Linked DNA regions of Mus musculus: region 1 is linked to region 2. Evidence: chromatin contacts called from public HiChIP or PLAC-seq data. All regions are on one chromosome and are shown on one strand. Each heading gives the region's core, a stretch centred on a gene start, on an enhancer-like site or on the middle of the called end of the contact. The rest is flanking DNA. Distances are from core to core; before and after follow the strand shown.

Region 1 (3,267 bases), core at 300-2,799, 140 kb after region 2:
TATTTCATGTACGTCCACTGTGAAAGATACTCTGGTCCCAGACAGAATCAGTTCCAGCTCACTTTACTAACACAAGAACTGAAAAAAAGACACAGAAGAGAGGACAGGATAAAATTACTACATATTGCTCCATTTATCTACTTCTCTGTTCCATTCCTTGTTCTTCACTTGCAGATGTGTGCACCACTAAGAGTTCCAGCATGGTTGTGTCCTTCCAGTGTAAGTGATCTGGCTATGTTTCACTGAGCGTGGTAACGTGGACCTCTGCCTTGCGGTAAAGACACAGTGTTAATGAAGCATGAGCACAGGAGGCTTGCGCCTCACACAGAACAGATTGAATCACCCAGGAATGCTTGCTATAGTTCTGGAATTTTCCTTTCTCATCTCAGTAAGTGTGGTGGTTTGAATAAGAATGGTCCCCATAGGTCATATATTTCTATGCTTAGTCACTAGGGAGTTGCAATATTTGAGAAGGATTAGTAGGCGGGACCTTGTTGAGGTAGGTGTGGCTTTGTTGGAGGAAGTATGTCACTCTGGGCAGGCTTTGAGGTTTCAAACACCCAGGCCAGACCCAGCCTTTCCCTCCTTCTACCCCATCCTCTCTCTCTGCAGATCAGAACGTAGTTCTCCAGCATCACGTCTGCCTACATGCCACCATGCTCCCTGCCATGGTGATAATTAACTAATCCTCTGAAGGTGTAAGCAAGCCACCAATTAAATGCTTTCTCTTTTGAGAGTTGCTGTGGTCTTGGTGTCTCTTTACAGCAATATAACAGTGACCAAGGGAGTGAGTTACTTGATGTATGGGCATAGTTGGCATTAGAGAAAACCGAGGAACATGTTATAACTGACACAATATATTTGTCAGCACTGTAGGAAACATGACCATTGTGCACACAGTCTTGGTGCCAATACTGATATATCATAGAAATTGGAAAGGCAGGGAGGCAGTTTTAGTGCCTGCCAATCTCCAACCCTTCTCTTTGCAATGTTACCTGCAACTCCCTGCACCTCTCTGGTATTCTTTTCCCTGTGGGCTATGATACCATGGTTAACAGCAAACTCTTGGGTTGAGTCCATCTACACAACAGTTTCGTATATGGCTTAGACAGGTTCTTTTTTTTTTTTTAAATCTTATTTTCAAAGAAAAACCTTTTCAAGATGGAGAAGGTTGAGTCTGAAGGTGAAGTTTCAGGTACTCTGAAACAGATTTCATTTTCAGTGCCACTCAAATCACATCACGCATATAAAAATCTTTGCATCGTATCTGAGTTAGGAGGGTTACACCCAAGAGCTAAGAGCAGAGCCTTACTGGGCAATTATGGACATGCATTTAGTGGTAAAGTGTCAGTGTCTTGGATGTTTGAGGAAAAGACTCAATTACTACTTTCTTGGGAACACAGAGATTATTTTTGGCTTTCGACTAAGTAGAGGAAGATTTCTGAAGGCCCCCAGCAGCTAATCTGATCACCTGTGGTTCTGAGCACATTGTTATGACACACTAGTTACATTTGGTTTGTAAGGTACTTACATAGGGAAGTCTGTTATGTGGCTGACCTCATGCCTTGTGGTTAGTGATTCACCACCCTACACCATCATCACTCCTATCCTTAGGAGAAAAGACAGGCTGAGAAGGAAGTAGACTTGACTTAACTTATTCCTAATAAGTATCACTTAAACCGTTTAATGGATTCATTAAAGTATCGATGTCAAACAAACAAACAATAAAGCTTAGAACATATTAATTACAACTGTGCTGAAACAGATGATATTTAAGAATTCAAGCCAGTGTTTACTCACGTACTTTGGGAAACAAAACAAATGGATGGATTTTCATGTCTTTTAAAAATTTTTATTTATTTTTATTTCTTATATCAGGAATAGAAAGAGAAAATCAATTCAAAAACTGGTACTGTATGAGACAGAGTGCCTGGAATTGTGTTTAAAAGATCATGTAGTATGGGGACATCATCCTAGGTCTATTCACTTCAATTTTCTTCATAACATATCACTACTGACAGTTCACATTTTCCTGTTCAACATTATCATACAAGATGAGTAAGAGTATGGGTCTCTTCCAACATGACTAATGGGCCACAGAGCAGGACCAGCCCTAAAAGGTTTGCTTCGTCCACATGTACAGTATTTAAACGACAAGTATCTCGATGCTCTCCTAGTATCATGTATACTTTACATATACGTATATATGTATATATACATGATACATACATCCATATACATGCATATACATGTTGTACATATATACATATGCATTTATATACACAGTATATATGTATAGTATATACACAAATGTATAAGTATATATATATATATATATATATATATATATATATATATATACACAGATACAGATGTATGTATACAATGTATAAATATACTACACATGTGTATACTATATGTATACATGTATGTGCATGTAGGAGGAGAAATTCCACACATAGAGATGACTGTCCTTCATGCTCTCAATACTCTGGTTGGTGGCTCCTGGGTGGTAGAAACAGAAATTTGTCTAGATCAGAAAAGGCCTAGAGTTTACCAACTCAGGCTCACAGCTTCTATTTTACCAAGTCCAATTCTAGAATAACTTTCTCTGAAGCCGATGCATTTTGTGTGCTGCACTGGCTAATATCTTCATTATTTTTCCCTGTTGTAGTTTCCCCATGACTACAAACCTTGCATTTCATAATAAGCCTGGAATTTCCTAGTGTGCTCCCTGGAGCCATGGGAGGTTTGCCTGGGGCTGCCAGGGACGATGAAGATTACGCCGGTTACATAGAGAAGTAGATTAAAGCCATCCATCCCTACTTTTAACCAGAGAAATTATTTTTTTTACATATTTTATGTACTGTCTGTTTCTTAAATAATGATAAAAACATGAATGTCATTAATCTTTGGTATCATTATTTGGCTAAGAAAAATCCCAGATACTACAATGGAATTTTGAACATTTGGGTGTTGTGATAGGCACTTCAAATTTTAATGTTCAACTCACAGTATTTGGCCCTTGTGCATTATAATACAATTAATTATGTAATATTACTTTACAAATAAAGAAAGATAATAGCATGCCTTTGCTTAGTTCTCCTGTAATCTCAAAGGGTGATCTGTACCAAGAAAAACATCAGAATGCATCTATGCTCTTTCCTAGACTTTAAAAATAAGTACAGCTTGTAGAATAATATAGGTTGTAACATGGAAGCTTTAAACTAGCTATATTAATTTGCTTTCTGTTTCTGTGATAATTAC
Region 2 (3,162 bases), core at 232-2,731:
AGATCTTGGGGTCTGGGGAGGTAGCTTAGCTGGTAGAACACTTACCTATCATGCCAAAGCCTTGGATTCTATCCCTAGCATCTAACAAAAAGAGGCCTGTAGTAAGTACACCTCTGTAATCCTAGCAATTAGGAGGTGGAAATGGGGGATCAAAAGCCCAAATTTACTTTACCCATGACTATGTAGAGTTCTAATATATATATATATATCTCCTATCAACCTGGCCCAGAACTCACTTAGTAGCCTTCTCTGCTCTGTTCCTTTTCCATCTGAGCTTCCTCCACACTGGGATTATGGTGTGTACTTAAAAAAGTGTAATGTTTGATAAAATACTCAAATGCTTTAAAGGCATAAAATAAGATAATCATATTTTTACACAAGAGCAAATGTTTTGATAAAGAAAGTTTCAGTGGATCTGTCAGGAAAGAGTGGATCTCTTAGAAAGCTGCCTAGCTTAGCTCGCTGGCTGCTCTTCTGGAGGACCCAGGTTCAATTCCCAGCACTCACGTGGCAGTTCCCAACTGGCTGTAACTCCAGTTCCAGGTATTCCAACACCCTCACACAGATATACATGGAGGCAAAATATCAATGCACATAGAATAAAATTAAATTAAAAAAAAAGCTGCCTAGGGAAAAGGCCACTTTAACAATGCTGATGAATGCAGGGACAGGTATGTAGACATCTCTCATCTCACAGAACTTAGGATCTTCCTGTGTAAACACTTAGCAAACCTATGTTGTAAAGAAGGCTTAACTTTATCAAGTCAATTATGGGATATCTTTAGCAAGAATTGAAACCCCAAATAGCCTTTCTTTACAAAAACTATTGAAATGAACAATCACGCTGGGAAAGGGGACTGGAAAAGTAGGCGAGATTTATTGTTGATGAACATTGGCCTTTTTATAGATTTAAAGTTTAACTTTTATATGGATATGTTGAAGGCAAAGTACAGACTCCAGGTGTATACTAGGCTCCCAGCAGGAAGGAACAATGATCAGTTCGGAGCACAAAGAGACACCTCTAGCACCATCTGAGTTAGTAAAAGCTGCCCTTCAGCCAGCACAGGAAGATAGAGATACATGGCTGGGCCTCAGTGCTTTGCAATTACCCCAGTTAACATAGTAGGTTTCCTATAACTTAAATAGCTCAGATGTATAGCTACAAATGTAGTCAGTCAGTCGTTTAAGGCAGGAAGGCCAAAGAAAAATAGTAACTATGTGATTAGTACATACCACTCCCAGATACTATGTAATTAGTACATACCACTCCCAGGTGAGGCTGATTGTCCACAGGTGGCCTGCCCCAGATGGTAACCTACCTCATGCCTCACAAAAATCTGAAATTTGTTATACTATTAGTTTTTATCCTTTTTAAAACAAATATTGCTTTAAATAGTCAGCGTGGCTGTCATTATGTCCTCAGTGACCACAGTCATGGTCTTCACTTCATGAGTCAGGCTGCCTGAGATCAGAATTCTGTCTCTATGGCTTCCTAGCCCAGTGATTCAGCTCGTTGTGGAATAGTGGCGTGTGTTTACTCTGTTTACACTGAGGCCGTGAAATGAAACCTTGTTCAGCCATAAAGGTCATTCCCCTTCTTTTCCTAGAGGTGGAGTTGCTCTGATCACAGATCTTAGCAGCTTAGCTAGATCTTCACTGGAAACATATCTAGCAGAATATTATTAGCAGCGCTGTTGTATCTGGCATGGATCTGTAGTGATTGCACCTAAGCTCTGACGTAGCCTTTTATCAGTGATTGTTATCTGAGATTTTAAGGGGTTATTCTTTTGAAGGATTCTCAGAGCCTTTGCATAACTTAGTCCACAGACCTGGGCAAACCAGGAAGTCTCCTCTGGCTGAGATCTGCTTAAATAATTGGTCTTTCAAGACAACCCGTGGATCAGATAAGTTTTGGTATGCGGAGATTGACTGGCTAAAGCTGCTTTTTGTGTAACAATAGAAAGAGCTGTCAGGGCTTGCGTGGCCATCCCCATGCTGCTGAGAAGTTTAAATGCATCCTGCAGTGACTCTGGTCTTCTATCTTTTTAGTTCTGTCCCCCCCAGAACACCGACACATACACATTGGAGTAGGGCTGAGGAGATGGGGCAGTGGTCCAGAAGTGCCCATGTCAGGTGGCTCACAACTGCCTGTAACTCCCACTCCAGTGTATACAACACCTCTGGCCTCCCCGGGAACTCACACATGTGTCACACACACACACACACACACACACACACACACACACACACACGTGAAAATAAAATAAATATAGTTTAAAAAGACATTTTGATAAGGAAAGGGTAGGGATTTTTTTAGTCATCAAAAACAATTAAATCCCCGGGCCGTGGTGGCACACACCTTTAATCCCAGCACTTGGGAGGCAGAGGCAGGTGGATTTCCGAGTTCGAGGGCAGCCTGGTCTACAAAGTGAGTTCCAGGACAGCCAGGACTACACAGAGAAACCCTGTCTCGAAAACACTAAAAAACAAAACAAAACAAAAAAAAAAAACAAAAAAAAAAAAACAAAAAAAAACAATTAAATCTGTCTGGGAAGTGAATGATCTAATAGCATCCTGTTTCCATGTACTTTTGTGAGTGAAGGGCATCTAGAAGAGAAGACCTTACTAAAAGTTTGGCTTGAACGCTCAAAATTTAATCCTATGAACTTCAATATGAGATTCACAACTACATGTAGAAACTAGAAACTAAAAAACGGACATTACCTAACATCCAGAGGACAGACTGTCTGGGATAAAAACCTCCTTTAGCACCAAAGCTTGCCTGAGGCACACAGATCGGCTGTATTGACTTTGGCAATGCCTCTCTCTATCTTGTTAGGCCAATGAAGTTAACTGGCATTGAAAATTGAATTAGTAACACAACCCAGATCCCTCTGCCTCTCTCTTGTTTGGGTCATGGTTTGATCTGGATAGATGTGGCAAGACCCTCTTTTTTGCACTCATTCCTGCCTCATGTCTGGGTCAAGACCTGAACAGCCCCTACCTGAGGAGAGGCCAGCTGCCTGAGGATGCCATTCATCGTGGCTGTATACATCCACAGACACGTAGCGTCCATATAAGGAAGAGAGAGCTTCTATTTACTCTGTAGAGTATGTTCAATAAATAGTATTTGTCTACAGACATATGTGTATCCAGTTAATC

Evidence for each region. HiChIP or PLAC-seq counts read pairs in DNA pulled down with a chosen protein or histone mark.
Region 1: a FOXA1 HiChIP or PLAC-seq map of pancreatic cancer cells shows a contact between it and region 2. The contact joins two enhancer-like sites. A contact is called at or near these places in 3 of 484 Hi-C or Micro-C datasets (liver, nephron progenitors and ventricular fibroblasts) and 3 of 115 datasets of contacts at active chromatin or transcription factors (embryonic stem cells, epiblast stem cells and pancreatic cancer cells).

What each region holds. Positions count from the first base shown.
Region 1 is chr1:164,621,077-164,624,343 of GRCm38.p6, forward strand. No RefSeq gene overlaps it. Among named protein-coding and RNA genes, the nearest start is that of Gm26685, 120 kb to the left of the region's middle. Within about 2 kb of position 1,550, at least 26 of the 459 cell types and tissues checked have an H3K27ac peak or open chromatin away from gene starts, as enhancers often do. A contact at or near this core is called in pancreatic cancer cells, where this site is marked.
Region 2 is chr1:164,480,235-164,483,396 of GRCm38.p6, forward strand. No RefSeq gene overlaps it. Among named protein-coding and RNA genes, the nearest start is that of Gm39691, 8.3 kb to the left of the region's middle. Within about 2 kb of position 1,482, at least 44 of the 459 cell types and tissues checked have an H3K27ac peak or open chromatin away from gene starts, as enhancers often do. A contact at or near this core is called in pancreatic cancer cells, where this site is marked.